Linked DNA regions of Mus musculus: all the other regions are linked to region 1. A link is a contact called in public HiChIP or PLAC-seq data. All regions are on one chromosome and are shown on one strand. The core of a region is the stretch at or near the end of the contact, and the rest is flanking DNA. Distances in the headings are between cores, read along the strand shown.

The links. HiChIP or PLAC-seq counts read pairs in DNA pulled down with a chosen protein or histone mark.
Region 2: a contact with region 1 is called in an H3K27ac HiChIP or PLAC-seq map of epiblast stem cells, with 2.6 times the contacts expected there. The contact joins the enhancer-like site here to the promoter of Fbp2 in region 1. A contact is called at or near these places in 4 of 39 promoter capture datasets (the C10 cell line, the HPC-7 cell line and neutrophils), 3 of 115 datasets of contacts at active chromatin or transcription factors (embryonic stem cells, epiblast stem cells and memory CD8 T cells) and 1 of 9 other capture datasets (liver).
Region 3: a FOXA1 HiChIP or PLAC-seq map of pancreatic cancer cells shows a contact between it and region 1. The contact joins the enhancer-like site here to the promoter of Fbp2 in region 1. A contact is called at or near these places in 6 of 39 promoter capture datasets (the C10 cell line, the HPC-7 cell line, cranial neural crest and 3 more), 1 of 115 datasets of contacts at active chromatin or transcription factors (pancreatic cancer cells) and 1 of 9 other capture datasets (liver).
Region 4: an H3K27ac HiChIP or PLAC-seq map of embryonic stem cells shows a contact between it and region 1, with 4 times the contacts expected there. The contact joins the enhancer-like site here to the promoter of Fbp2 in region 1. A contact is called at or near these places in 14 of 39 promoter capture datasets (the 3T3-L1 cell line, 3T3-L1-derived adipocytes, the C10 cell line and 8 more), 1 of 15 datasets of contacts at CTCF or cohesin (large pre-B cells), 5 of 115 datasets of contacts at active chromatin or transcription factors (embryonic stem cells, fibro-adipogenic progenitors, kidney and 2 more) and 2 of 9 other capture datasets (adipose tissue and liver).

The regions. Positions count from the first base shown.
Region 1 is chr13:62,853,372-62,860,302 of GRCm38.p6, forward strand. It overlaps Fbp2 (fructose bisphosphatase 2), which reads right to left and starts at 5,029. Exons shown (of 7, transcript NM_007994.4): 1 at 4,757-5,029; 2 at 1,533-1,695; 3 at 603-695. The coding sequence starts at 4,926.
Region 2 is chr13:63,273,779-63,281,319 of GRCm38.p6, forward strand. The region is part of intron 13 of Aopep (aminopeptidase O); the gene reads left to right. Among named protein-coding and RNA genes, the nearest start is that of Gm16907, 20 kb to the right of the region's middle. Within about 2 kb of position 4,368, at least 187 of the 459 cell types and tissues checked have an H3K27ac peak or open chromatin away from gene starts, as enhancers often do. A contact at or near this core is called in the HPC-7 cell line, embryonic stem cells, epiblast stem cells and 1 more, where this site is marked.
Region 3 is chr13:63,301,096-63,308,567 of GRCm38.p6, forward strand. It overlaps Aopep (aminopeptidase O), which reads left to right. Exons shown (of 16, transcript NM_001289926.1): 16 at 1-1,782. It overlaps Mir3074-1 (microRNA 3074-1), which reads right to left and starts at 188; the gene lies at 104-188. Mir24-1 (microRNA 24-1) reads left to right here and starts at 113; the gene lies at 113-180. It also overlaps a transcript of Fancc not described here. Within about 2 kb of position 3,491, at least 82 of the 459 cell types and tissues checked have an H3K27ac peak or open chromatin away from gene starts, as enhancers often do. A contact at or near this core is called in pancreatic cancer cells, where this site is marked.
Region 4 is chr13:63,350,654-63,358,165 of GRCm38.p6, forward strand. The region is part of intron 6 of Fancc (Fanconi anemia, complementation group C); the gene reads right to left. Among named protein-coding and RNA genes, the nearest start is that of Mir3074-1, 53 kb to the left of the region's middle. Within about 2 kb of position 2,883, at least 10 of the 459 cell types and tissues checked have an H3K27ac peak or open chromatin away from gene starts, as enhancers often do. A contact at or near this core is called in embryonic stem cells, where this site is marked.

The DNA.
Region 1 (6,931 bases), core at 3,779-6,278:
GGTGGCACATGCCTGTAACTCCAGCATCCAGGGGCGTAAGGCGAGAATATTGTAAATTCAAGGCCAGCTAGAACTACCTAGCAAGACACTGCTTAAAATAAGTAAATAAATAAAATCCTCTAATACCTGAAGCTTTTTAAGTACCAGTATGAGCTCATGCATGGCAGATTCTGTACCTGACCCTGGGTTGCAGGTTAGAGTACTTAGAACATATACTGTATGAAGTTACATGCAGGTGATGGGTACAAGGTCTATGAGAAACACAATTGAGTTTTGTGTTCATTCCCAAAACAACTCATTATGTTATTTGCAAAAATTTCAAAATCTGAAATCCTGATAGTTCTGCCCCTTAGCATTTTGGATGAAGGCTATTCAGTTCCATCCAGACAATCAGAACAAGGTCCCCATGGGAGCCCTGCCATTTTTCTCTCCCAGGGGAATGTTGGGAAGAAGGTAGATGAAGATTCCCAGTGGAGATTGCAAGGTAGGGAGAAGAGAGAGGGGTTTCTGGAGTTGCCTCCGGTGCTTTGTCTAGTGAGTAAAAGAAAAGATAGACTTCCAGACTAGGAACTAAGTGGAAAGATGCTAGTCTATCTACTCACCTTTCTGTAAATAGCAAATATAGTTCCGATGGAGGCCAGGCAGTCAATGTTTGAAGATCCATCCAGAGGGTCAAAGCAAACCACATATTTCCCCTACATCACAGACAGAAAAGCACCCCGTCAGCACAGCTACCTATTGGCCCAACTGTGCTATATTAGAGCTGCACGCGACTGACGTTTGTCCCAGCAAAGACATTTAGACCCATGAGCCTTCCATTTCTGCAATGCCAAAAGACATTGCTTATGGACATAGCTCAACAGGTATCGGTTATATGTCTGGTGTATGCTGAAAAATACACTCACAACCACTTGCTGCAAGGCTCGGGTGGTGGAACTGATGTTCAAACGCAGAACAGTATTGTGACTGAAGGTTGACCGAATTTTTGACCACCAGCAAACTTCAGTCTTTAATAAGTCTCTGTGACTCTGCTGAATGTAACCCCTTTCCGTGCGCTAGCAAACTCTGCCGAGGGCACAGGATTATCATAAAGTGTTCCCCGAATTCGTCTATTTGCTAGGCTAATCTATTTGGGAAGAGCCACTCCCTGCAAGAGATTGCAGCCCTCTTCCAGACAGGGGTAGTGAAGGCCATAGATAAGAAATCTTGGGGGTGGGGGTGGGGCTGAATCAGAGACTGCTCTGTACAGCTCTTGTCAAAGAGAAGACTTCCCCAAATAAACCCTCCTTATCCCTGGACTCTACAAAGTCCAAGTTCATCAAAATGACGCCAAGGCCTGTTTACTGACGCACTGAACAGGAGACCACGTACAATTTCCCGCTGAAGAACTGAGAAATGCTTTGTTTCCAGAAAACAAAAGTCCTAAAATACAGGACAATCCCAGAAAAAGTTTAAGCAAAACAATCCGTTCTCTCAGCCCAGTAGCGCCATCTACTGCTGACGGGAGGTACTGCAGCCGGCGCTAGACTCACCCTCCTCTCCTGGGCTGTGATCACCGCCTCTTTATTCTCTTCGGAGACGAGCACACAGGTGCTGTAGGAGGACTGAAGCATGTTGATGACCAGGGAGTTGGACAGCACGTCCAGTTTCTTCACCTCATCTCCTGTCACATTCACGCTCCCCGAAATCCCATACCTAAGAAGACAAGGGTAGATTAAGTCACCGAAGGGGTCTTAATCCCAGCAAAGAATGTGAGGAGCCCAAACCAACAGTACAGGTACCCTTCTCCCCCGTGCCTCTTCCATCTCCAAATTATAAATACATAGGGAGCGTGCTATGACCCAAAGCAGTGATACTCAAGGTTACTTCCTTTGCACCTTGGGGGCATTGTCACGTCTCCTTGGTCTTCCAAGGAAGTTGACCAGATCCAGTCTCACTAAAATGCAGACTCCTGCGTGGCACTGGCAGCTAGAGGGAACGGGAGAGCCCCTAAGGATAACTAAGGGTACCAAAGAGTGGATGGTCATAGCTTTTCGACACTGGAACATCAAGCTTCAACTTCAAACATCTCTACAGAGGCTTGTGTTTTAGAGCCATAATACACAATCTCCTCCTCACACCTCAAGCCTTCAGGGTGTCCCCGATAACCTCGGGCTCGTCTCACTCTGGGCTGCTTTAATTCTGTCAATCTGAAGCAAATTCGAGTCACCTAGGAAGAGGGAACCTCAATCGAGGAATGGCTTCAGGAGATTGGCCTGTGGAAACATCCGTTTTCTTTGTTACTGACTGATGTGAGAGGCCCACCCAACTGTGGATGGTGTCACCCCTGGGTGGGTGGTGCTGGGTAAGCCAGTAAACAGCGTTCTCCGTGCCTTCTGCTTCAGTTCCTGCCTCTGGGTCCCTGCCTTGAGTCCCTGCTCTGACCGTCCCCCCACCCCCCACGCCTCCCCCCTCCCGCGCGCCCCAGTGATGGACTGCTTTCCTCCTCCAAGTTGCTTTTAGTCCTGGTGTTTATCACAGCAATGGGGAAGCTAACTAACCCACACTCAGAGCCAGGTCCTGCTGAACTATGGAGAAGGGGTGGCAAAAAAAAAAAAAAAAAAAAAAAAAAAAAAGCCATTTGCCCTCTTCCCTTCCCTTTAATTCCATTTATTTGTTGAAGAAATCCTCAGGTGATGCGAACAGGTGTCTCTAGTTGAGAGCCGCGTATGGACGCTGACGTCCATAAAAGCACCCCTCCCCTTTCTCTAACTGACGGCGTCCCCTCCCACTTTACTCCCATCCAGAATTTGATGTATGGTATGATGAGCCTTGGGAAACAACCTCACGTCAAACGTCATGACCTCAAAGGCTGTTACCCCTTGGTTCAAAACGGCAGCGTGTAAGCAAACAAATAGAACAATTAAATTGGTTTGCTCTGCCTCAGGATCACAGTCTCCTATGTAAGCAGCTGTTGCTGGGGCATGAAGAGCTGAGCAAATGTGTACAGCCTGCCACCTACTGGCCATGTGCGTGAATGCTGCCCAACACATCTGTAAACCACGAGGTCCTGTCACGATGCCTAAAGGCTGGACACAGCTGCACTGGACAAGGCCAGGGTACCTGCAGCCCCTGTCTCCTCCCCACCCCCGTGGCTGCTCTCTGTGTGAGGAGGTTAGGGTTTCCCCACTATGAAGAGCAGTCCAGGGACCTAGGACTCTGTCTGACACCACTTCCAGGGCTGAGCCTGCCACCAAGTGGTCAATCACCACATAGGCCAGTCTGTAAGTTTTTCCTCGAATGGTCTCAGAACCATGGTAGCTAATAGTGGGGCATGTCTTGAGTATTTATCACTGTCAGAACCATAGCCCTAATGACTTACTAACCCTTGTAACAGCCCTTTGTGTTAAAACTATTAGTAGCTCCCAGATTTACAAACATGGAGGTCTTAGCGAGAATAAACCATATTCCACAGCTACAAGGTAAGAAAAACCAAGTTAAATAAAGCACTTAACTATCTAGACCTTCATGGCCCTTGGTCGGATGCTGAACCACTGAGAAGCAGACTGTGGCAGATACACAAGGAACGCTGCCAAGAGAGTTGCTGTGGAGCCGAGAGGCCTGCACGGAGGAGGGGTTAAAAGTGTGGGCAAAAGTCCTGAGTGGCCACAGGAAACCGCCCTAATTATAGCAGAGCGGGAACACAGGAGTAGCAAAGACGCTATCTAATGTTACTCGGGGATGATCTTCACACATGCAGGCAACGCCCATTCTGGAAGCATGTTCTTAAAGGCAGAGAGCGCTTGGCCGTTCTTGCCGAATGAAGTAATCACACAGTTAAGGGACAGCACGGGCCGGGGAAAGAGCCAATCAATCATCTTTAATTTGGGTCCTGTTATCTGTTCCTAAACACGTACATAGTAAGCTCTGTGGTGGTTTTATGATTGCAATTATGAAATTAATGCTGTCACAGTTTGGGAATAAAGGCACCACACGATCGAGAATAAACATTTTAAATAGGTGGACTTTGTTGGCTCTTCTTCGAGGGTCCCCCCCCCCCACACACACACACATGTATGTCCCTTCCTTCGACTTCAGAGGGGCCCTTCACTGGAATCAAAATGGAAGTCCAAAGGAAGTGATTTCTTTTCATCATGCCTTAAAACCGTACTCCTGGCTGTGGCCAAGAGCAACTCCAGCATGAACGTGGCCCTGTTTTGCAAAAGAGAACCAAGCAAAGGTGCTCTGCTGTGCCTGCCCCAGCCCAGCCTGTCCAGATTCCTGAACACCACGTGAAGATGGAGAAAACTGAGCCAGGTTCTTTTCATGACAGTCAAGCCCCCTTAACCTGTGTTCTGGTGATTTCTACCCCACAATACTGACAGAGGTCATGACAACTGAACACACCTGTACGGGGTAAAAAAAAAAAAAAAAAAAAAAGGCATCAAAACACATTTTAAAGTCCCATTAAGACTTTGCAAATATAAGTAATGAGAATTCAATATAGGTTTTGAGGCAACAAGCTATAGTGTTACCATTATAATCCCAAGTAACCGGTAGTCACACTTTTCTCTGCAGTTTGTTGCTAAGCAGTTTTTCCCTTTCCTTGCAAAACATGCCAAAGGCTGCTTTATCAAAGCAGGCTTAAAGAATTTAAATGCAGTGTCCTTACGGCACAAAGAGCAAATTAGCTTTGGACCCCGTTTCTAGCACAAGCACCGGTCTGTGGCTTCCACACCCTGGCTTGGGTTGCCTGCGCATGCTCTCCAGGACTTACAGGTTGGCCAGGCCGGCCTTGCGCACTGCGGAAGAGATGGCTTTGATGGCAGTCAGCATCGAGTTGAGCAGCTGGGTGAGTTCTCCGGTCCCTTTGGCCTGTCGCCCCTTTTCCATAACGTAACGGGTCAGGGTCAGCATGTCTGTCTCAAAGGGGCTTCTGTCCGTCATTGTGCAAATGAGATCCCAAAGCCTCCCTTTGCTCCTTGTAGAAATCCTTGCTCTCTCAAGGCAGCAGCCTCACAGCCTACTCGTTGAAGACACACCTGCACTTGACTGTGCCAAAGTCCGAGGGAAATGAACCCCACCCCACGTGACTCAGATAGCCGGACAAGCCCTCAAGGAAACTTCCCTGGCCTCCCTCCCTGACGGTGGCAGCTGCCACAGTGCAAGAAGCAGGCTGTAAATAGTACTGCGCTACAGGGAAGGGCTGGCCTCAATCTCTACACCCAGTTTTGTTTTGTTTGATCCTAAGAAGCCAGGATCAGCCACAGGTGAAAGAAGACTAGCTAATAAAATGACTCACAAATTCCTCCTATGGGAAGCAAGAGGGCTTTCTGCAGCTAGCCGCCACTGTGTGTCATTCTGCACGGTTGAGACTCTCAGATGGCATATTGGCAGATTCTTTATCTGGGGCATAGGTCACATAACAAACTAATGGCAATCCCAGGGTGACTGGAGCAAGAGTTCTTTCAGGCTTGCTTCTATTAAGCATGTGTAACTGGAGGGATGAGGAAGATAATATTACATTCCTAGCAGAGTGTCTAGTCTCAGGGTTGATTTGCCAGTTTCTCTGGATTTTTATTTTTATTTTAAAAACCCTTGATTTGAAAACATACATCAGGACCGCACTGGCTGCTCTTGCAGAGGACCTGGCTTTGGGTCCAAATACCAACTTTTACTCTAGTTCTGGGAAGCTCCAGTGCCCTCTCTGACCTCCAGGATACCAAGCATGTAAGTGGAGCATGTGTAGGAGACAGACACACGAAATGGTCTCATAAAAAGGTGACCCGTCCAGCAGGTCCAGTTATTCGAGGGTCTCGAGGGGACCTCCTCCTAAGAACCAAATGGGGGGTAGAGAGGGACGAGGGCCTTGTGCGAATAACGACACGGAGACCTTCTAGAATGCATCAAAGCCCCCAAATGTATTAGTCAGGCCTGAGGTTTAAATGCACAAGCAAAAGGGGAAGTGCCTTTCAGCAGGAAGGATGGGGCAATAGAATTGCACAAGGAAAAGGGGAAGTACAGATACTTATCAGCGGGAGGGATGGGGCAATACAAGCAAAAGGAGAAGTACTTATCAGTGGGGGAGGGGCAATAGAATTGCACATTCTTAGGCAGTTACACGTGGAAGCAGGAACTTGGCGGTATCAGGGTATCTTGAGGTCAGGACATCCGCGCTGACTTAGGGCTGGAACAATCTGTGGTTGTTCTCGGAGCGGTGTGCCGGTGGCCCGCTTTTGACCCTCTTTTCTTCTCGGGGGAAGAGGCCCAATTCAGAGATCAGGACAATAGTGTTATCTTAATAGCTCCCAACAAAAACGCTTAAAGAAATACTTTTTAAAGGTGACCTAGAATTAACTGCTTAGAGTTGGCCATGCTCTCTGTTACTGTGATATCCTAACTTTCTCTGATGGCAGACAGACCTGGCTCTGGGTCCCAAGCTGGCTACCCAATATGTGGATTAATTTGAGAGTAATGCTCAACATGTAAGACTGTGCTTTCCTCATAAATTCAGACAACAACTGGTGGAGTGGCTCTAAGTATTCAAAATCAGTCGGTGTGCCTGGTATCCAACTCGGTGTCTTAGAAACCTATATCCTTCCAGCTCTTCAGTGTACCTAGAACTATAAGCATACATATAAATAATTTCAATATCTCCACCTACTTGGAGAGCTGAGTCAGGAGAATTCCAAGTCTGGGCAATATGTCAAGACTCTCTATCAAATAAGTTAGTCAACAAAACTGAGGGTGTGCATTTTGCCTTGCAATTTTATATCCTCCCTTGATAATTATTTCAATTAAATTTGTTTGGTGGGGCTGGTGAGATGAATAAGCGGTTAAGAGCGCTGGCTGCTGTTCCAGAGGTTCAGTTCCCGAAAACTACATGGTGGCTCACAACCATCGACAAAGGCATCTGATGCCCTCTTCTGGCCTGCAGGTACACATGCAGACA
Region 2 (7,541 bases), core at 3,118-5,617, 420 kb after region 1:
AGGTCTCTACGGCATTTTCTACTAGAGATGAAATAATCAGAACACTTAGAATGCATTATCATTTCAACAAAACAAGTCTGGACTTTTCTAAATGGACCCATTGTACCTATGCAAAGCGAGATACAAACTGGCCAGAAGTTGAGCAGGTTTATTTTTGTGAAATTTTTAGCAGTGACTTGATGCCTTTGTGATGTTAGGCAGCAGCTGTCCTGGGGTCACTAGCGTCCATGCCAGTTCCTGAGGAAGAAGCTGAATAGACTCAGACCCACACCTTGCAAGGGACTGTGCATTCCACAGCTACACAAAGGCTTCCTGGCTGCATCCAGCCTAGAGCTCACAATAGACCTCAGACCTGAGCACCTTGGGGCCAGTCTTAGGCTTCCTGTACTGGGGTGGCTTCTGTACTTTTGCCAGTGCTTGGTCACTCTGTGAGGAGCATGGCTTTGGATAGGGAGACTTGGTCAGGCTCCTGTCCCTAATGCTGCTTGCACATCTGCAGACATCAGCTTCTCCTGTACACCATATGCGGGTCCAATACAGCCTCCATCCCCTTTAGGTTTGAAAAACACGAATACTCGGCCTAAAAGTCCAAAGCTGCTTTGTTGTTTTTTTTTTTTTTTTCCCCAGAAGTTGTTTGTTTCTTTCCCTTGCATGAATATTCTTGAATTTTTCTGAGTTGATCCAGGGCATAAAACACCCACACTAGGAATCCCAGAGTGTCAAAGACGAGGCCAAACATGACTCTCCTGCCTTACACAACTTAGATTACTCTATAAAGTGAGACTGCCACACTGGGTAGCAGTTGGACAGTGGTACCTAGCAAGCATTTTATTCAATAACAACCACGTGCTTTATTTTTCCAGCAGTAATTCATGTAGTAAGACTTGGCCCCCTCTTCTAACACCCTGCTGTTTGTCTATAGTTGTGGTTGACTGTACGTATAATGATACAAAAGAAACCAACTTGCAAATTGTAGACATATGCCAGAATCTGTGGGTAGTTTAGATTCGGTACGAAAGACAGAAGAACGTTAGGGGGAAAAAAATCTGGCCAGAAGGACATTTATGTTGTACAGTTCTTTCTGTGAAGAAGAAAGGCCAGAGCCAGGGGTGAGGGGACATTGTTTTTTTGACTTCAGATGAACAGCTAAGAGTAAATTTCATTTCGAAACTGTTTCAAAATGATTGTACCCACACCTGAGTATGTGAGGAGAACCACTCTGAGCAGTGACTTCTCTGGGCTTCCGTTGCCTTTCTCATTCCTCTCGTTATGAGCATGTTTTTGTGGCTTTGTTTTTTACACTGAATTTTAATACTTGTTAGCAAATTTAACATGGAGGCCAGGCATGCTGGTCCTCATACAGTAGTCCAGTTTCTTCATCGGTGGACCCTCATCTTCACTGAGCCTGGTCCACTGCATCGGAGACATCGGAGCCGCCGCATACAGTGCTGATAAAACCTTTTAGGTCAGAACATTTGAAATTTGAGTTCTTTGAATTTGTTCTACTGTAGAGCAAATCTTCTGTTCTGAACACTTGCCTGCAGCTCTGTACATCTGCTCTTGATAGATTCTTTCACACCATTAAATTGTTTATTGATGGCTCTTCTTGCAGACGTTGTCACCCTGTTACTCCATCTTGCCGTGTTGGACACTGAATTCTTTTTAATGATTTAACTATGAAATCTGGGAGTAGGTGGGCACATGAAACAGATGTAGTTTCAGTCATTCTCATGACGAACTTTAAAATAAGAGTTGTGTTTGAGCGTGCTCTGTCCTGTTTAAACTTGAGGATTCTAGCTTTTGTGATACAACTTTGAAGATGGTGTTTTCTGTAGGAGGTGGGCTATTCTGCACGTTAGCACTCATTCAGAGGATGCATAGCTTCCAGAGTAATTGAAGCTCTTGTTCATGAATATGAGGACCTCAATTCTTTCAGCTTTGCAGGAGGCAGAGTTAACTGCACCAAAATCAGCCACGAAGGATCTCATGTCTACTTAGTTATTTACTAAACAGCACATTTGTACCCCGTGGCTACACAGGTTATCTCACTTTGACATAGTAATGTGGGAAGATAGAGAAATATAAGAAAAATTTCTGGGCTTGAGTGAATTTATAGTTAACTATATTTTTCCCATGGAGAAAAAAAAAAGAGACAGTATTTGATAATTTTCTTAAAATGACAGCTTTGCATGTATCTATAAGCATTTGGAAAACAGTATTCTTCCATGTTTAAACTTTTTCTTCCATTATTATGTGTGCACGCATAATGTCTGTGTGGACACTGTGCCATGTGTCTCCCATGTGGATCTGTAGATTGAACCTGTTTAGCAATCTTGCACAGCAAACACCTCCTTGCACAGAAGCACGTTTTCTATTTAACAAGATATCACCGACCTATGGGTGAAAGTACTGAAGCCAGCGAATACTGTTCCTGGTCATGAACATAGCGATTTTGCTGTGTGCCCTATAGGGGAGCCGCTCATGGCTGGTCCTGCATTTTAGAAGCTGCTGGTTGCCTTCTCAGCACTTCATTCACAGATGCAGCCCGAACTACATAAGGTCTACTATATTCCTTCAGTCATTCATCAGGAGTAAGAAAATATTTCAGACTGAGGTGTAGGAAGTAAAAAAGGAAAGGGTGTGTGGATCACTCAAAACTGACTGTAACTTCCTTCTAGGTCTTTAGAAATTTATTTACTTGTCATGGAAATGCGACTTGGTAGAATACTTGCCTAGCATGTATGCGTGTACACGGAATGGGCACACACACATACACATACATGAACACATGCACACACACACAAATGCACACACACACACACACCTGAGCCAGCACACTCCTTGCATGGTGGCACATGCTTATCATTTCAGAACCCCAGAAGTGAAAGTAGGGGCATCAGAAGTCACTGTTCCCTACCTTTGTTACACGGGCAGCTTCAAGCTAGCCTTGGCTGCATGAGAACCTGTCTCAAAAAGAAGAAAGAAGTATTTTACCCAAATGTTCTACATTTTATGCTGGACTTTCTCTACTCTGATAACAGCTCTCACCCCTTCTCTGTAATAGCTATACTATCCACTCTGTGGCTACAACACTGTGTTTTAACTCAGAACTAGCTGAAAGGTTTGATAACAGAAACGCATTTATTCCCGTCCTGGAATTTACATTGAGATGAATTGGTAGATAACAAGAATTTAGAATTAAGATATCACTGCTTATGAATTAGAAGTTCAAAGTTTATCAAATTCTGAACACAAGAAGTTGAAAGTGCTCTTTGATACATAAAAGTGCTGTGCTTCGGGACCTTCAGCAGGACGGAAGATAGCCTGTAGCGCTCTGGGACTTCTTGTTTGAATCGGTTCTTCCCAGAAGAGTGAAGTAGTGGGAGTGTACCCCTCTGTCCCATCACTGTGGACCTGGTAGATTCTAGGCAGGCAGATGAGAAAACTTCAAATGTTTCTTGTAAAGTCCTTGGAAAATTTTAATTTGAGCATTTAGCTTAATTTAGTTTCTGAAATACACAGTGGCATAAAATAGTAGTAGACACATGGTGGTAGGACCCAGCTGGCCCCAATGCTCTGGTTTCCTGCAGTTCACAGGATATGCTTGATGTCACATTGCTCGAAGCATGGGTAATACTTCTAACAAAGGTTCAAATAATAACACATTTTACAATTTGACGCTCCCACTTGGAAGCATGGTGATTCTCTGTGCCACAGCCTACTTTAGCTCCCACCTGTTCTTGGCGGCTATCATGCTCTTTCATCCTGTGGTAGCAGTTTGGAGGGGCTGTGATCAAACGATGACTTACAAGTTCACATATCTCAAGCTATTAGTAACGTGTCTCAAACATCTAATGCCATGGATTCTGTGAATATTTGTTGCTGCAGTGGTCATTGCAGAGTGTAGCTCTGAAGATGCTTGGTAGCCAAAAGAAACTGACACTACTAGGAGGGTTGCCTGCCTGGTGGTGAGTTCTATAATTTGAAAAGAAAATATTTTCACTCTTCATTATTTGATAACCTTCATTTGCTAGCAACCTCCATTTTTACCCTCAAAATAATGCAAACAAGATTCACATTCAGTGTTCTAGCTAGTCTTAGGTTTAGGCAGTTCTTTAAAGTTCGATTAAAACAAAAACCGATGTGGAGAACCATTTTTCTGCTGCCTCCAGCAGCAGCAGCAGCAGCAGCAGCAGCAGCAGCAGCAGCAGCAGCAGCAGCAGCAGCAGCAGCTGTTTCTCTTTAAGTTTCTAATGCGTGGAAGGCACTTTAGTTCTGTCCGGAGGTCCCACAGACATTACCCATGAACGAAGAGCAGGCTTAATACGCCTACCCTGCCTGTTGTGTGAATCCCAACAGGAAAGGAAGCCCTTTCCTGACAGGCAGAGAAGACCATGGCTTCCTTTGGCTCCTGTTTCTGTTTCTCTCTGGATCCTGAGGAAATAGAAGTTCCTGCTCTTGTTTGGGGAACTTCTCTCCATGGTATCCTTATCTCACGCTATCGGCAAGAATCTTATAAGTGAAAATTCACTCAATGGAGTTTTATTTTAAGTCTCAGAGTGGTGCCTGTCTTCCTTCCGTCCACATGTGTCCTTTACCTGTGGCAGGCAGCCATGGACCTGAGTGGGTGGCCTTCAGGCCTGCAGGGTAGTGGTTGTGCTTCCTGGAGAAGGTAGCAAGGAATTTTCCAGATTCAGAGTACCTTATACAATGAAAGGTGTTTTATATCCGTGAGGTCACCCTTCACCTTCTGCACATGACTCTCAGAGGTCAGCGGCATTCTGCCCTGGCCCCTGGCCCCTGTTTGGGTTGAATTCCAGCCAACAAGTCTCCAGCCTACAGGAGAATTTGAGATTTTTCTCCCTCCCTCATTTCTTCTGTTTTGTTCTGTGTAAACAGTTCCTGCCAAAGTAACATAGACAAATATAGCAGAGAATGCTTTTCTGGAAGATGCATGCTCCCAAAGCATTTTTTAACCATTTTTGGGAAGAATTGATCGTTCTGTGCGTTTCAGACAGACTGAAAGAGGCGGGGAGGCTGTTGCTATAATGGAAGTGACATCATACATTATTGCCCCATTGATCCGCTTTTAGTCTCCAGCCAGGATAAAAGGAAATGGCACCAGGGAGGAAGCATGCTTCATTTAGGCTCAGATCCCAGAGTGATAATGGGGTAATAATAGAACTCACGCCACTGTCAGTCTGTGGCTGCATTAGTCTCAGGCTCTCTCCGTCTGGAGCCACACTGACTTCCTTCCCCATACAGCCACTGCTGTGCGCCAGCTGGGCGGCCAGGGAGGGGCTCAAGGGCTCCCCTTGGCCTTCAAGGCATGCCAGCTGCAGTCCTGATGTTTGTGCCTGGGGAAGCTTCGTGGTGAGACTTGTCTTGTCTGTGGCATTCCTAATCCGGGAGGTAAGTCTGCTCTTCTGCATTGTGTTGTGCTAATGGAAGAGAAAGCAGGGGCTGCAGTTGTGTGGATGGATTGTCCTCTGGGAGGGAGCTCAGAGTGACATCCATCCCTGCCCCCACCCACTCCCACCCCTGACTCCTGTAAAGACACTCGGGCTCCTACAAGAGCCCAGGGTTGGTTTTCTTTGTGCTGCTTTTACATGGGTCAGGGCTGGGGGTTAGAAATTTCACACTTTCTCTTCAAGAAACTTTAAAACTTCAGACTTGTGCCGCTTTCCTCAATTTCTAAGTCGTGAGGGTGGGGGCAAACGAAGTTAACTTTTTTCTTTGTGTATTTCTTCAAAATTAACAACTATGAAATCTTAAGTGTTAATGGCAAGAGTACAGATTTCCACCGTCGTTAATAACGCTTGCACTTGATTTGCTTCCCGTTACATACTGCTCCGTGTGTTCATTTGAGTAAGTTTTACAGGGCTGTGCTGTTGATTTTAAGTACCTATCTGATTTGGGCAGCTCATAGCCTTATTTTGTCTTGCGTTTCCAAGGCAGATGCATTTTTGCAAGGCCTTCTCTACGGGAAATAATAACATATATCATTGTTTATGAAAAGAAAGAATTTTCTCTCCTTTTGCAACTGAATGGTGGGTGTCAGTCTCACAGCAGGCTGGTCTTGTAATATATCACGCCGGCTTCCCTGGGGCCCGGATGCTCAGGGACACTGCTGTTTTTTCTTGATGACTCCATAGTACATCTGACACCCTCTGTGTCCCTTGCAGTACCTCCGTGATAGCACACAGATGGACCCAAAGTTATGTGAAAGTTCATTTGACTTCCCTGTGAGTGGAAGTGGGATGTCTCCTGTGCCTGCTGCCAGGACAGCCCACTGGCGGCACAGCACTGCCTCCCAGCACATTTGCAAGTACTTGAGATCGTTCAGTCACTTTGCAAGCATTTATCGTGTATTATTTCTTTTCTGCTGTAGGGTGGCTCGACAGGGAGCAAATATGTATTTTACAAAGACGTTCACTCTATTAAAATATTTTTCCTTTAACATATCCTCTTTTCAAGTCTTTAATCCTTTTTTTGTGATATAATATTTACTTGTGAATGAATGATAGTTTTATTAAATGTGGCTGAAAACAGCATTAGGTCACAGATTTGTCTTTCTTCATTGTTTAGAGACTACATTTTCCCATGGATTGGAGAACCAGGTGGCGATAGGTTGTTTACTAACAGAGTGCTTCCTCTCAGTCCATTCTACAAAGACCAGACTAGCACAGTTCTTCCCGCATTAGGAAGGAATGTTCAGCATGGCTGTGCCTTGTGTCCTGCCTGCCTCTGAACAAGCCTGCTCTTGCACGAGAGTGTCTGTACCCTACTGAATGGAGGAGGATGGATTCCTTGGAGGGGTGTGTACCCTCACTCTTTCCTGCCTTTTAATTAGAGCCAGATAAACTTGGGAAACAGCCCTAAAGGTTTGAGTGCATATGCACTCCCCCTCCAGCCCTCCCTCCCATCTCAGTTGTCCAACTTAAATCAGGGGGCTTAGCTCTAAATGTTTCCATTGCCTCAATTTTGTGACAACAAAAGCTTTCCGTGATCCTTTCGATTCTGTTCGTGTGGGGTTGTGAGCTTTCTGCTTGGAAGAAAAACACTGCGCAGGTGTAGATCCACTTGGGCTCCCATGTTAGCAAGTCGCAGACTTTTAAGCTGGAGTTGTGTTCAGTGACTTAACCCAGGAGGGATACTCAGGTTAGGCATATGGGTGACTTTAGCCACTGACTGCCACAGCAAAACAAGAGAAGCAGTGAGGTGGCTAGAGGTAAAGGGGCCTTAATTGGGGCCCGAGGGAAAACACTGCGCAAGAGGGTGTCTAGCTTGGCCTTTGGACAAAGCGTGTATTTTAGGGCAAAAAGGAGAGGCATGAGGAGAGAAGCTGAAAAGTTAATGTCTTTTGAGTAATAGAAATTGGCAGTTAAAATCATGGTATTAGTAGGCACCCTCTGATGACCTAGTGTTGGCCTCCAGAAATTTGGTTTGCTTAGAAGGAATTATCAGGCATAGTTAGGGCTGAAGGGGTGCCCAGTGTAGAGAAGGTGGAATTTGTATAGAGTTGTAAAACCCTGATATTA
Region 3 (7,472 bases), core at 2,241-4,740, 450 kb after region 1:
TGGTGAACTCTTTCTTGTATTTGCAGTCCAGGTCTCCATGTCTCCACAGTCGCTGGCAAGATGATGCCCAGGGCACGCCAGGAGGCACTGCCCAGCTGTGATTGGACCCGCCCTCCGGTGCCTACTGAGCTGATATCAGTTCTCATTTCACACACTGGCTCAGTTCAGCAGGAACAGGAGTCGAGCCCTTGAGCAAAAAGCCTACCCATCTGTAAGTGCCTGAGGCAGGCCTCCCACGGAGAAGAAGATGAAGGGCCTGAGTGTCTGGTACCAGACCCAACAGCAGTGGTATCCCTCTGTATGTGCTCCCGAGGTGGGGATTTGTAGAGTGCAGAGCTAACCTTGGAAAGTTTGCATTCCCTAGAAGCAGGTAGGGCAGGCGCTGAGCATTTGCCACGTGTTGGGGCAGAGCACACCATGTCACCGCTGCCTTGAGCAGTGAGAATGCCTGTCTGAAGGGCCTTGTCTGTAGAGCCTTTCTGAACCTCTCTGGGCTTCACAGCCCTGCATGGCCTGTGCCGTGACTGTGCACCCCAGACCCAGGATTGTGAGGTGTGGCTTCAGTGTTGCCCCTGTCCTCCCATGAAAAGTTCCCTCTCAAGTGGAGGTCAGAGGCTGGGAGGACTCCTGTTGGAATGGCTGTGGTGACTGGGTAATAAATTTTATTGCTGTTTCCTCCACAGGACAGATCACAGTGAGATTCTCATATACCTTCTCCTAGCCCTGGTGGGGCCAGGACTGCACTGACCCTGGACATCAAAGGGAGGATTATGTGGCTGCTAAGGCCATCAGCCCACAGCAGTGGTTGGTCCATCTTGGGCTTCCAGAGACTGGGCTCCCGTGGCATATATAAAAGGCGGAGCCTCATAAACTGTTGCACCTGGCAGCTGCCTTTGTTCCCAGTCCTAGAGAGACTGAGTCTACACACTGGAATTGAGCTGTGACTTTAAGGCAGTCATTCAATGAAGGACACCCTCCCCTAGGCAGATGGAGAGCCGGTTGCCTGCTTCCTGTGATTGCAAAAACTAGCTGCCATGCTCTGAGACTGCAGAATCATGTGACACCTCCTGTGGCTGGTCCCCAAGGATTCTGCAAAGCCCTTTTGATGTGTTCAGTCAACAGAGCATTCCTGTTTTTGAAAATGCAGGAAAGCCTAAAATGTCTTAATAAAGTACCAGATTTGCTAGTGTTCCAGTTTGCTTCTGAATTTGATGCTCCTTAAAAGCAAAGAAGAACGTGTGTCAGAACAGGCACTTTCCACACACTTCCTACCTCCAGGTAATGTTAATTCTAAAAAGGTTGGAAGTAAAGGGAAATTAGTGTGGCTTGGGACTCTGCTCTCTTCCAAATGTGGAGTTTCAGCCAGCCTGGTACTAGCGGAGTCTCAGAACAAGCTCTAAGCTCTTTCAGTCACTGTCTAGAGAACGGTGCTTGAGACTGAGCCATCAGTGCAGTCACATGAGCCCAGCCAAGGCAGAGCGGTGGACAGAGGAACCAGAAGGAGCATCCCACTGGCTGGCCAGGCTTCTGCACCCAGACCTGCTGGGTGACAAAGGCTCTAGGACAGACTGAGAGGAGCGTCCGCACAGAACCATTGGTTTTCAGAGCCTGGGCTGTAGCAGTGACTGCATTTGGATGGTTGCAGGGGACTTGCAAATGGTTATCTGCTTTGTATACCACAATGGTACAAGTATCAAAGTGTGTTAATTCTACTTAATGTTACCCTGATTTCTGTGAAGACTTGAAATAAATGGCTGAGTCTATGCCTTCCTGCTCTCAGAAGCACTCTGGCCTTGCTTAGAGGTGGACTAAGAACCACACACCCTGTAAGGCCCCTCTGAGAACCTCAGTGGCCCATACCTCCTCTGAACTGGAGAGAGCAGCCAAGCACTGGTTTAGTCTGGTTTTGTTCTTTGTTCTTAGGAACCACTAAAGCAAAACAAAGCTGTCGCCTAAGGTGGGTTTTGTTCAGGGATCAAGTCCCTTGTCCCCATGGGTCACTGAGCCCTGTGCCTGGCTGTGTCTGGCTTGGGTTCTTGCCAATGGGTTTCAGGTAAGTGGAGATCTCACTGGAACCAGATGCCCATTTCACAGCTTTGGTGAAGGATCTGTGGTAGAGCTGTCCTTTGCCACCTCTGGCTGGGTGCAGAGCAAGCCTATCCTCCCCTCTCCTCTAGTCCCCCACCCCAACAAGTTAGGCAGCAGCTCCTGCCACCCATAGCTGCACCAGAGGCCCATGAGGCTGTGGAAGCAGGCTTCCCTCATCTGGCTGAGACCTCTGGAGTCAAGAAAGTGCAGTCTCCATTCTTCCGTGAGCCACCTGACTTCACAGGACACAGAACATTGCAAACGTTAACTTGTCAAATAGGATGCGAAGCAGGGTCTGAGGGCGGAAGAATGGATGTCTAGGGAGGCTTGACCTCCTCCTCTGAGCTGTCTCACCCAGGGAGGAGTTTGCTCTATAGCATATGGTTCAGGTGATGAGTGAACTGTTGGCGGAGGAAGGATGTGGATCATCACCCAGGCTCCTGCTCCAAACCACAAGTGGGCAGAGCAAGAAGCTGGATCCCTGGGTCAGTGTTTGCTGTAGACCACTCTGTAGTGCTTGGTCTTCAGAGCTTTGGTGTCCAAGCCTTAGGCAGGGGCTTGGAACCCCTCTAAGGAACTCTCCCTCCCACCACTCAGATGTGAGACTGAGCCTGTGTTGAAAGCCTGGAAGCCTGAACCTGAGTCTGCTCCTCTGTCCCTGGAGAGACTGAGACTGTCCTTGGTGGTCAGGCACACTTGTTGCCAGCACTATTTCCATGCCGTTTTCTAGCCTCACTTCATTCCTGGAGGAAGCTGAAGGGTGAGAGAAACCCAATGGGAGCAAAGTGCTCTACCACCAGGCCCATGCCTCCAGTAGGTAGAGGGGCCGGGACAGGAGGATCCGTGTGAGATAACTGCCAAGAGGTGAGTGGGATAGCAGAAACACCAGCCTCTTAACCCTGCCACTGAATACTGTCATCGTCATTGCTAAGCAGATGTCCATCACTTGAGAACAACAGGCCAGGGCTGGGCCAGCCTGTTCTCACTGATCCCACCAGAAATGGCCTCCTTCCAACCAAGACAGCCTAGAGTTACTCCATCTCTTCTCCAGAGGAGACACACCCCTCCGTGTTATCTGGGATGCTTCCGACAAGGATTAGAGCAGGCCTCAACCGGAGTGAGGCCAGGGCTACAGGAAGGGGGTGCATCTAGATCATCTGATGTTGACCCCTGGGCCATGGTTCCCTGCACAGGAGGAAACATCAGTGCCCCCACTGTGGGCTATCCTTCTGCATAGATCCTGAACCCACTGTTTTGTCCCTCTACATAGATCCTGAACCTGGCCTAGGAAGGGAGCCATCCACACTCGGATTTGTAGAAGAGAGTTGAACCCCAGGAAGGGGCAGAGGTTGGCTGGCTGGGAGCTCACCACCTTGTTTGTGAGCCTTTGGACAGAAGCCAAGGGAGAGGTACTGGGAATTCTGGCTGGACCCAGGCAGGAAGAAGGGAAGGGTGGGGTTGAGAAAGTCCCAGAAAGGACTCTGGGCGCTCTGACTCAGCTATTCCAATAGTACTGGAGGATTTTAAAGCATTTATGTATTTATTTATTCAAACGAATTTCACATCAAAAGAATGAAATAATTGATACTATAGCAAGGTATTCTTGCTTGTGGTGAGCAGAAATGTCATAGAATGTCCCCAGGGTAGAAACCAGAAATGGCAGATATCCCAAAGTAAGCAGTCCTTACCAAACGCAGAGGGTTTTTCAGGGTCCACTCCAGGCCAGTGCCAAGTTCCTACCAGGTTTTTCTCCTGACCGTGGCTTAGCAGGACATGGCTACACAAGCCCAGTGAGCGGCCAGCTAGCAGGGGATGCCACACACACAGGGATCTCTGTTATCCACAGCATCACCTTTGCCCCAACTCTCCAAAGCAGCTATGGCCCAGGAAGCAACAGAAAGCAGTACTTAGAGGATGGGATCTGAAGGGTTCACATGCAGAGCTGCTTGCTTCAGTCCTGCTGGTCCCCACCAGGCTTATACAGAGACGGAGCCAGCCAGTACAGGAACAGCACTGGCCTGGTAAGGGAAAGGAGAACACCCCGCCCCAGCTACACCTGCCAAGTAGTCCTGGGTGCTGGGCCTGTGGCCTTAGCTGGCCTGCTCCCTGAGTGGCTGGGCTGCCATACCCATTCCCACAGTATGTAGACACCTTGCTGCGGCTTAACATTGTTTCCAAAAGCTCAGTGGTTATTCAGCCCCTTGGAACACTCTCTCCCTAGGGAGTGGCCTAGCCTCATCACATCTCTGAGACTCCCAGGGCTGGCGTGGGTGGGGAGTGCCTGGACCTCCCAAGAAAGGTTTCAGGGAGTAGTCTCAGTGAGGGGGGTGAACTCACCCTAGCCACAGTGAATTCGGGGGCCCCTTGGCTGGTCTGTGGGGTTTACGAGGTGGGAGGGAGGAGCAGCCATCCGGCTATTCAGGGGACGGTTTTATGGCCCCCTTCCCACCCATTGATGCTGTCGGAGAGATTGATGAACCAATAAGGCAGTTCTCTTCAGACCAATGACCAGACAGTGTGAGACAGGGAGGAGACTGGGGCAAGCGGAGGAAGTTTCCCAGGATGGGGTGGGCTGCTGAGGAGACCGGCTCTTGGTGTTGGCATGTGTAGCCCCAGTGGGAAGACTGGCCAGAAAGAAGCCCTGCCTTGGTGGTTGATCCCGCTGGGAGTGTCCATGTCCGTGTTCTCGGAGAAGCATAGGAAACAAGAGGTACAGTCACCAGAATGTGGCCTCAGCAGCTGGCGATGGCCCCAGAAACCTGGCATGACAGGACGTGTGTGCAAGCTTGGGTTGGAGATACAATGCCCTTTCTCTTCAGCTGGCTTGTAAAATCAAATCTGGCCAATTCAGTGAAACAGGCTTGGGCTGGCTTATGAGTCCCCGAGGACAGAACAGGAATGAGTATGGGACCTCTCCCATCTGTCCTGGGTCCACCACTGTCTCTTGTCTGTATAATGACCTTACCTAGGCACTGGCAGGGTGGACCAGGAACATGGACGGGGCAGGCCCTAACCGGCTGTCCATTCCATGGCATTCCAGGAAAGCGATCCACCAGACTGTGTTCTGTCCTGGCTACATAGCTTATTGTGGCTATGTCTGGATACAGAATGTCTGGATACAGAGTAGGTGTGTGCCCTGCGGCTTCTCATTTCTTAAGCCACCTTTGTCATTTTGCCTATAATTTCTTACACACACACACACACACCTTTAGAGCCTGGTACCCAGCTGTAGCACTCAAGAGTCCCAAGTTCTAGGAAGTTCTTGTCTACTCCAGCAGGTCCTCCCTTGCTGCCCACTGTCCGATGGATTAACCTATAGGAGAAGTGTGGCCTTCTAAACCAGGTGGAACTTGAGGCTTGAAAAGCTGCGGGGAGCCGAGCCGCCTGAGCCTAACACAGCCTTACCTCACTCCTCACCTTCACACTGCAGTGTTGAAGGTGCTGGAGGCTCTGTGGCCTATGAAGAATGGAGATAGCTGTGAGGTTTATGTTGAGTTATAAAGTGCAATAATGGTTTAATGGTAAAAAATTGCAGTTGTAATTTTTACCTATTATACTATGACCAGGAAGAAACAGGTACAGAGGTGGAGGTCTCAGCAAGCCTTGAGGTCGGAGGGTACGTCCTAGAGTAGGATGGTGACAGGACAGAGGCTAGGAGTGTGGCAGATGGAGCCTCAGGATGCATGTCAGAGCACATGGCTCCAGCCCTGGAGAGTACTTAACTAGAAACCTCTATTCAGATGCTGGACTCTAAGTCCTGGGTGCTACCATGCTGCTACAGCACGGGGGTTGCAGATGTCTCCTCCTCAGTCACAGATGGCGCTCCACCTGCTTTGCTTCCTTCCTCCCACCCCCTCCATTTTCTCTCTCTGTAGATCAGATAGCAGAAACTGAACTCTGCACAGCTCGCTCCCTTCTCACCTGGGCTCTGCCCTAGCCAATCACTGGAGTAACACTCACTTCATTGTTACACACAACAGACATCCTCCCCCACAGCCTAGCAAGCACACAGACAAGCACCTAGCCTCACAACAGCTCCCCAGAGGCAGCACAACAGCCCATGTGTAGTGTCCTTGAGGGTTGGCTTAGGACCCTCAAAATTCCAAAGACTGTGACACTCAAGTCTGTATAGAAGATGCATTCACACTGTCAGAACACACAGCCATGGCACACCCTCCCTCAGGCTTGCTGAATAACTGAGAGTCACCTTGGCCTTCGGATCCTCCTATCTCCATCTCTCTAGAGCTTGGACTGTGCATATCTGGACTCCTGAAATCCTGGGGACAGCCTAACTCACATAGATAGGGCCTTTCCCCAAGGTTAGCTGTACCAAGTAGCCCTGGCTGTTCTGTGTATTGAGCCTCCTAGCATCTGAGAGAACTCCCCAGGTCCTCATCATTGGGATCTAAGCCATCTGAAATGGGAAGGGGACACCTAAAGCAGGTGTGTATTACAGGGTGGATGGAACTATAATTTAGATTTCAATGGTTTTTTGTTGTTGTTGTTGTTTTGTTTTGTTTTTCAAGACAGGGTTTCTCTGTGTAGCCCTGGCTGTCCTGGCACTCACTTTGTAGACCAGGCTGGCCTCGAACTCAGAAATCCGCCTACCTCTGCCTCCCGAGTGCTGGGATTAAAGGCGTGTGCCACCACGCCCGGCTCAATGGTTTTATTGTGGTAAAATAGTCACAGCCTAGAATTCACTGCTCTGGTGTTTGGAGAGCGCACTTCAGTGCCGTGTCTAATCACCGTGTGACCACCACCATCTGTGTTCTGAACTTTCTCTTCCCAAATGGAATCTTTTGGATCTATCAGACACTAACCCCACCCCTGCTCTCCCAAGTTCCTGGTGGCATCACTAGACTGTCATCATGAGTCTGTGTGTTCTAAGGATTGTGTGTGAATTTTCTAATGTCTTTGTGCACCTGCCTGTCTTGTCTAGCTTAGAATAGTATCTTCCATATTTCTTCACTTTAATTTTTAAATCTATATTTGTAATTACCATGCATATGTGCACAATGTTGGGAATGAGCAGGGTGCACATGTGAGATCAGAGGACAACTAAGAGGTCTTGGGTCTCTCCTACCTTTATGTGGGTTCTGGGGAGATGCTCAAGTTGCCAGGCCTGCAGTGCCTTTACTGCTGAGCCACCTCACCAGAGCTGCTCCTTTTTAGAGCCGAGTGATGTGTTATTTGTATGCAGCACATTTTATCGCAGTCTGGACACGGGTGTACAGAGTCCCCTTGAATGTCTGTCTACCTTACGTTCTTTGGGGTAAGTACCGACGGGTGGATTCTGGGTAGAGTAACTCTGTTACTACGGTGTTTCTAGGACCTGCTCACTCTAAAGTCCGGCACATGACCACCTGTAGTCCACAAAGGCCCTG
Region 4 (7,512 bases), core at 1,633-4,132, 500 kb after region 1:
CTTGAGTAAAATTCCCAGAGAGGGAAATGCAGGGTTTTGGTACTTACTATAGATATGACACACCACTGGCAGCCAGTCCACACGCGACTCTCCTGGCCACTATTAGGAGAGCCTACTGGATGCTATCAGTTGAAACAGTGCCCCTCTGTACCAGCATCTTCTAAATGTCTTTCAAAAACTATATGGACAAACTCCTTAGCACAGAGCAAAGTTTACCAAAGGTGAAACTGTGGTGAGTAGTTAGTTATTCCAAGCAGCAGCAAGCTGTATCGGGCAGCACTGGGATAACTCCTAACTGAAACCACAAAATGCTACCACTCGTGCTAGCCTGACATCTCAGGGACCCTGACACATCTCAAGCCTTCCTCATTTGCTCCACTGAGTCCTGTTTAGTACAGTCTTTCTTTCCCTATTTTTCCTCCTCAAAGAATTTTATAATTGAATAAGATACAATTTTCCCTGGTAATTTTTCAAAGTGTGTTGAGTCAGTACATAGTTTTCGAAAGAAATTCAACCCTCCTATGGAGTTCATTTAGTCTTATCAGAAAATTGACTTTAAAAAGTAACTTGATGCCTCACGTGCTCTTTGAATCTTTTTATGAGCTTTTAAAGTCTCGTTTTTAATAGCCAAAACCATGAAATCCTGTTCCCTATCCATTAAAAATGAAAAATAACTTAGCCCCTTAAAACCTTGGACAAAAGTCAAAACTGACGTGTGGGTACCTTGTTTTTGAGAGCAGGTCCCTCGATGGGCATGGGACTCACTGATTGGATTAGGCTGGATGGACAATGAGCCTCAGGGAGCCCTCTGTCTCCATCTCCCCAGGACTAGGATTACAAAGTTATACCACTGTGCTCAGGTGTTTTACATGGATGCAGGAGATCAAACTAGGGTCCCCCTGTTTGCACAGCAAGTGCTTCTACAGCAAAGCCATTTCCTCAGTCCCAAACTGGGAGTCTTAAGGTGCAGCTGCTCTATGAACTTTAACTTCAGCCCAGCATCTTCTGTCCTAAGGAAAATTGGCACAAGGGCGGCACTTCAAAGCCAGCTGCCAAACCTGATTGGGGGCTGGGGGAGGGGAGCATCATAGCAATGTTGCCAATAGTAATGACAATTAAAGTACAACACTATCTTATATATCTCAAGTTCTCTGCCAAGTTTTCAGATGTACAAATCAGAACCTTGGAACTAGAAACAGCAGGAGTGGGCCACAAACTTTCTGGTTCATACCTGAATCAACAAAATTGTACCCACTTATGAAAACATACCTGTAATTATTCCTTTCATTAGTATAACTTCAAAAGTTCAAGTAGCCAAAGAACCCCAAACACCATCCCAAATGAAAAAGCTATTCTGTTCTCTTTGGCTACTCTAAGGGACTCCACTCAATGTTAACTTTTCATTGCTAGACTATTTAAAGTTCAACTCACAGTTTCAAAATCTTCATAAAAAGGAGACTGATGTCCTGAGTTCAGAAGCAGAGATGGTAAAAATTTAGCTTTCTTTAGAGAAGCTGATAGAGTCATGTGACCAAGAAACAAAATCAACAATTCAATTACAGATATTTATATTCTTTATCCAGGTCTCTGCTATCACAGCTACAAGGTGTGATGCTGTGAACCTTGCAAGAGTCATCTCAAGGTATAGTCCTGTGGCTTGCTGTAGAAAGCTGGGAGGCTAGAGACAACCATACAGGATGATGGCTCTAGCAATATGTGCTTAGCATCAAGCCTTTTGCAGTTCACTTCTTACACAGAAGTCGTTTGGAGTACTGCTCTGGCAACTAGTCACAGCCTAACACTTACTGTAATGCTGTCTGGAAAGCTACATAACTCCCTCTTGAACTGTATCTCTAGATATCTGACAAGCCTCAGGCTGGATCCACAAATGCCATGAACTTCTTCAGAGGGATATCTATTGCTTGCCTGTATTTTGATAAGCCAAGCTCTACCTAATTTTATAGTAGACTTTTAAATTTTGTTGTTGTTGTTTTGTTTTGTTTTTCATGACAGGGTCTCTCTGTGTAGCCTTGGTTGTCTTAGAACTCGCTCTGTAGACCAGTCTTTGAACTCAGAGATCTGCCTGCTTCTGCCTCCTGAGTTCTGGGATTAAAGGTGTGCTCCACCAATGCCAAGTGACTTTAAAATTGTTAAGGAGATGCCACGCTCTCCGGTCGAGTCAGCTTGACAGGCTGAGGCTTGGAAGCTACTCACGAGGCAAAAGAGTTTCACGGAAACTCACTCCTGGAGTCTGGTGTTCTCTCTAACCCATACATTAATTTTCCATTCCCGCGTTAGTCTAGTGGATGGATCCACATGCTCTCTTTTAGTATTATCCTATTATAAGTGCTTTTTAAGATTGAATTCTGACATAGCTAAAGCCTTCACCAGTGTTCCAACAGTCCTAAGAACATCTTTGAGCAAGACCATGGGCTTGGAATTCAGTAAGAATGTTGCTATTCAGTGACATTCAGAATAGCCTCTGGTATTACACTATCACTTTGATTAAAAGCTAAGTCACTCCCCTACACAGGAATTTACCATCACCAAGGAAGAAGGAAGTTTCAGACCGAAGGAGAAACCAGAATAGATACTTAGAACTATAGCTGAGTTACACCCATACACACACGTATTTACAATGGCCTAAGGGGAAGGTGGACTATACAATAGACTAAAATAGGAACTATGGCAAGGGCACGAAGCCCTTGACCTTGGCTTCTAAGATTAAGTGAATCTTAGGTGGAACCCTTGTTGATCCCAGCTGTTAACAATGAATTCTATCCCAGGTGGTCCTTGTTAGACTTTCTGTGTTTGCATTCCTCTGTTTTATGTAAGAATCCAGTAACCTCTTTGTACCTTGCAAGTGTGCCACCCAACTTCCTTATTGTCTCTGTATAAAAAGTCTGATGCTCCATTTGACATTACATTCAGATTCTACACAACCTCTCCTGTGTGCATCTGTCAGTCAATTCATATGACGCTTTGCCCACCCGAGACTAGAGACCCGTTCCAAGCAGACAAAGGGGCCCAGAGGATCTGTGGCAAGGAGATTTATCATGGACCTCTTCTAGCCTTACTTGAAAATAACCTATATCTTCCTGAAATCACCAACACTTAAAGAGTATCCCCAGGTGATAGTAAAACCCTCATTATATCAACCTTTCAAACCATCATCTTATCAAAAGATCTCCACAACTTCCACATCTTACAAAATTAAAACTCTTTATCAACCAAGAACTCCTGCCTCCCTTCCTCCCAGCCCATGGCAAACAGAATTCTACCTTCTGAGAGACTGGCTACTCTGGATATTACAGGTGAGCGGAAGGCAGCATTTGTTCTTGGTGGTTGGCTTATTTCATTGTGTAGTGTCAGATGGACCATGTCAGAGCACTCAACAGGGCTTTCCTTTTTTCTTTCTTTTTTTTTTTTTTAAGGATGATAAAAATTTAGTTGTGTCTATGCCATGCTTTCATCTAACAAGATGCATAGAGGTTACTTCTATCCCTTGGCTAGTATGTAAAATACAACCAACATAGGTTTGCAAATTATCTTTTCAATTCTTTTGAATATATAAGCAGAAGTGGAAGTGGCCATGCAGAAACTCCATTTACTTGCTTGTTTAAGACCAAGTCTCATGTAGCCACAGCTGGCCTTGGACTCTGGACCCTCGGACTCCCCCCTCCCAAGTGCTGAGATCACAGGCATGCAGCATCACACCAGATCTATTTTTCTTTGTGAATGAACCACTATGGCTTGTGTACAGTAGCTATGCCACAATGCATTCTCACCAGCAGTGCATGATGTCATTTCTCCACATCATCATCAACACAACACAACACAACATACTAAAGCTATCTAACGCTTCCCTCCCTTACTACTACTACTACTACTACTACTACTACTACTACTACTACTACTACTACTTCTTCTTCTTCTTCTTCTTCTTCTTTTTCTTCTTCTTCTTCTTCTCCCTTTTTTTTTTGGAGACAGAATCTTACTATGTAGCTTTAGTTGGCCTGGAGCTCACTAAGTAGACCAGACTAGTCTCAGAACTCAAAGATCTGCCTGCTTCTATCTCTTGAGTGCTGAAGTTAAAGATATATACAATACTACATCCAGCCTCCTTACACCTTTATTTATATAAACTGCTATGCAGTTCTGGTTTGCATTTCCCTGGTAATTAGTGGTACTAAGCTCTGTATAGATCTACTACTCACATATCCACCAAAGATATCAACTAACCCTGTTTTCTTTGCATAGATGTGTATGACTGTGTTGTCCGTAGATGGCTAACCTTATAAACTGATTTGAAAGTGTCCCCATCTTCTCTAGGAGGTTGGCAGAGTTTAAAAGAATTTTTAACTCCTCCAGTAAAGCCATTTATTTGATCTTTGGGGTTTTGTTGGGAGGCTTTGAACACCTGACTTAATCTGCTCATATTTTTACTTTTTAAAGACTTGCATATTTCTAGAACAGCCTCCAATTCTAGACTGTCCTAGTTGTTGGCATACAGCTGTTTAGTGATATCTCACAGCCCAAGACTAAGTCCTGCACACCTCTCTCAGTTTTGATTTTTTTATTTTTTGTTCTCTATTGTTGATGGCTATTCTAATCTGCTGCCTCTTTCTAACTCAGGTTTTTTTTTTTTTTAATGAATATCCTAACTTTTGCCACAACCTGCAAGTGCTGGCATGTGGCATGTTCACTGTCATTTCTCTCAAGGTAATTTTCTAAATGTATCATTTCTTTGAGCACTAGCTGCTTTAAAATGTATTGATTTACATATTGGTAAACTTTCCAGTTTTACTTCACAGTGATCAAAATGGACAGTTGATACGACTTAAGTCTTCTTCAATTTATTAAGATGTGTTTTGTAATCCAAAATGTAGCCTATCCTGAAGAATACTCTAAGAGAGTAATGTGTGTTCTATTATTATTATTATATGGGGTGCTCCACATATATCTACTGGGTGAACTGGCTGTTAGTACCACCCTAGGTCTTGTCAACTTACCACTCTTTTTTTTTGTTGTTTTGTTTTGTTTTGTTTTGTTTTTGTTTTGTTTTGTTTTTGTTTTTCGAGACAGGGTTTCTCTGTGTAGCCCTGGCTGTCCTGGAACTTACTCTGTAGACCAGGCTGGCCTCGAACTCAGAAATCCACCTGCCTCTGCCTCCCAAGTGCTGGGATTAAAGGCATGCGCCACCACTGCCCGGCTCACTTACCATTCTTTATTACAAAAAAAAAAAAAAAAAAAGCATTATTCAAAGTGAAATGTAGAATGTAGGATCCCTTTCTCCTTATTTTATGTTTTCTCCACCAATCTTTCTATGTGTACTTTGTATCTGTGCACTCCGTTGCTAAGTTCAATTGTTTACAGCTTAAATCTCTAGAAAAGAGACCTTTTTCTCCTTCTGTAACATCCTTTACCTCTTACAATAGTTGTATGGTGTATATATATATGGCTTTTTTTTGCTATGTGGCATATGTGTGTGTATGTGTGTGTGTTACTCTCACAGCCATCCACAGCATCCTTTCATTTTCAGTCTTCGTATGTCCTTGTATCTACTGAGATCCCAGCTTAGATGGTGGCACGCTTATTTAGATGCACAAAGCTCTGGCTTTGACCTTCAGCACCACATGCACTGGGTGTGGTGGTGTGTGATGACACCTGTCACCCCAGCGCTGCAGAGCAGAGACAAATTCAAGGTTATCCCGGCTACACAGTGAGTTTGAGGCCAGCCTCATACATGAGATCTTGTCAAATTAAGTTTAAAAATAATCAGAAATAAATAATCTCTGGGTCACTATCTAAATGGTCCTAAAATATATGAACAGGAAAAGATACTCAAACAAATAAATATACTCGAATTTTTAAAGGAAAATAAACCCAATTAAAGTAGCTAAAAGTAAGTGTAAAAATGAGTGTAAACTAAAGTATAAAATGAGAGTGCTGTAGAAAGCATACAGCTTGCTCTTACTGTCTCACTGCCACGGATGACATCTGAGTTCCAGTCTTGCTCACTTTATGCAGGGAAGCCTCACAGGAATGAATGTCCTCTGTTTTAGTTACACGAGCCAGTGATCATTGCTCCCTCTGGTGTCTGTATCCAGTACTGCAGAATCTCTGATACTGTGATTAGCTGGTTTGGCTTTGTTCTTTGTGTCCTTACTACCCAATGGAGGAAAAACATTTGAGGCTCTCTACTGTGCCATCTTCTGAAGTCATGCATGCGCTTGCCATTCCTTTCATGTTTACTGTCCATTCACTTGTCTCTTCTGCAATGACTTGCACATAGCCCTGGCATTTCCATGGTGGTCCTAGAGATAGACTCAGGTCACCAAGCTTAGGGCAAATGCACTTATCCCACTGAGCCATCTTGCAGGGTATACCACACTCAGTAATAAGCTACTACACTGTTTACCAGTGTGGTTCCATTAGTTCACACACTCGTGATCAATGTATGTAAGTGTTGAAACTTCACTTGAGTATGCAGTGGCACACTTTTTTTTCTTTAGTTTTCTCATTGCAGTAAAACATAAATAAGTTATCATTTAGCCATATATCGGTAGTGACTAACACTAAATATGTTCACATGCCATCTTCTCGCCATTATTATTTATCCAAAAGTTTCTACTGCTCTCAACAAACTAAATATATTAAACATAACTTCCCTTTCTCTCCTCCTTGCTGCTGATCTCTGCTCTGCTCTAGGTCCCAATGAATCAGCCTATTCTAGAACTTCATATCCATAGAATAAAAACATATTTGCTTCTGTGTTGGACTGTTTTACTAAGCATGTTTACATAGTCTTCCTATGCTTGTGCATACATAAAACTTGTTTCTTTTTATATTGGAAAATGTCCAATGAAATATAAACACATTTTGTCTTTTAGCTGTGGTCAATTAATAAAATTGGTGTATAGTTTTAATGTTTTTAGGATAATTTCCTACTTACCTTTAACCATCAACTTAACACAATTTAAAGTCACCTGAGAAGGAAGTCTCAATTAAAGATTACTCATATCAGACTGGCCTGTGGGGATGTCTATGGGAGATGTCTTAGATGCTAATTGATGTGAGGGGGCCCAGCCTACTGTGGGTGGCACCATCCCTATGCAGGTGGCTGTATAACACAGCTATGTAGGAGCAGTGTTCTTTCAAAGTTTCTCTTCCAACTTGGTGCTCAAGCTTCTTCCTTGACTGTGGCCTCAGCAATAGACTGTGACCCAGAAGTCCAAGGAGCCCCTTTTCCCTCCTTTTGATCAGTGTTTTTAATCACTGCTTAGTAAAACCAGTCCAACACGGAAGCAAATATGTTTTTATACCATGTATATTAAGTCCTAGAATAGGTAGATTCATTGGGACTGAAGGTAGAGCAGAGATCAGCAAAAGAAAAGAGAGAAGAAATATACATTGCAGTGAATTTTCTGTGTCACACAGAAATTCAGTTTAATTCTCCTAGAAAATCTGTTTTCCACTGTGGCTATTCCATTTTATACTATCACCAGCAAT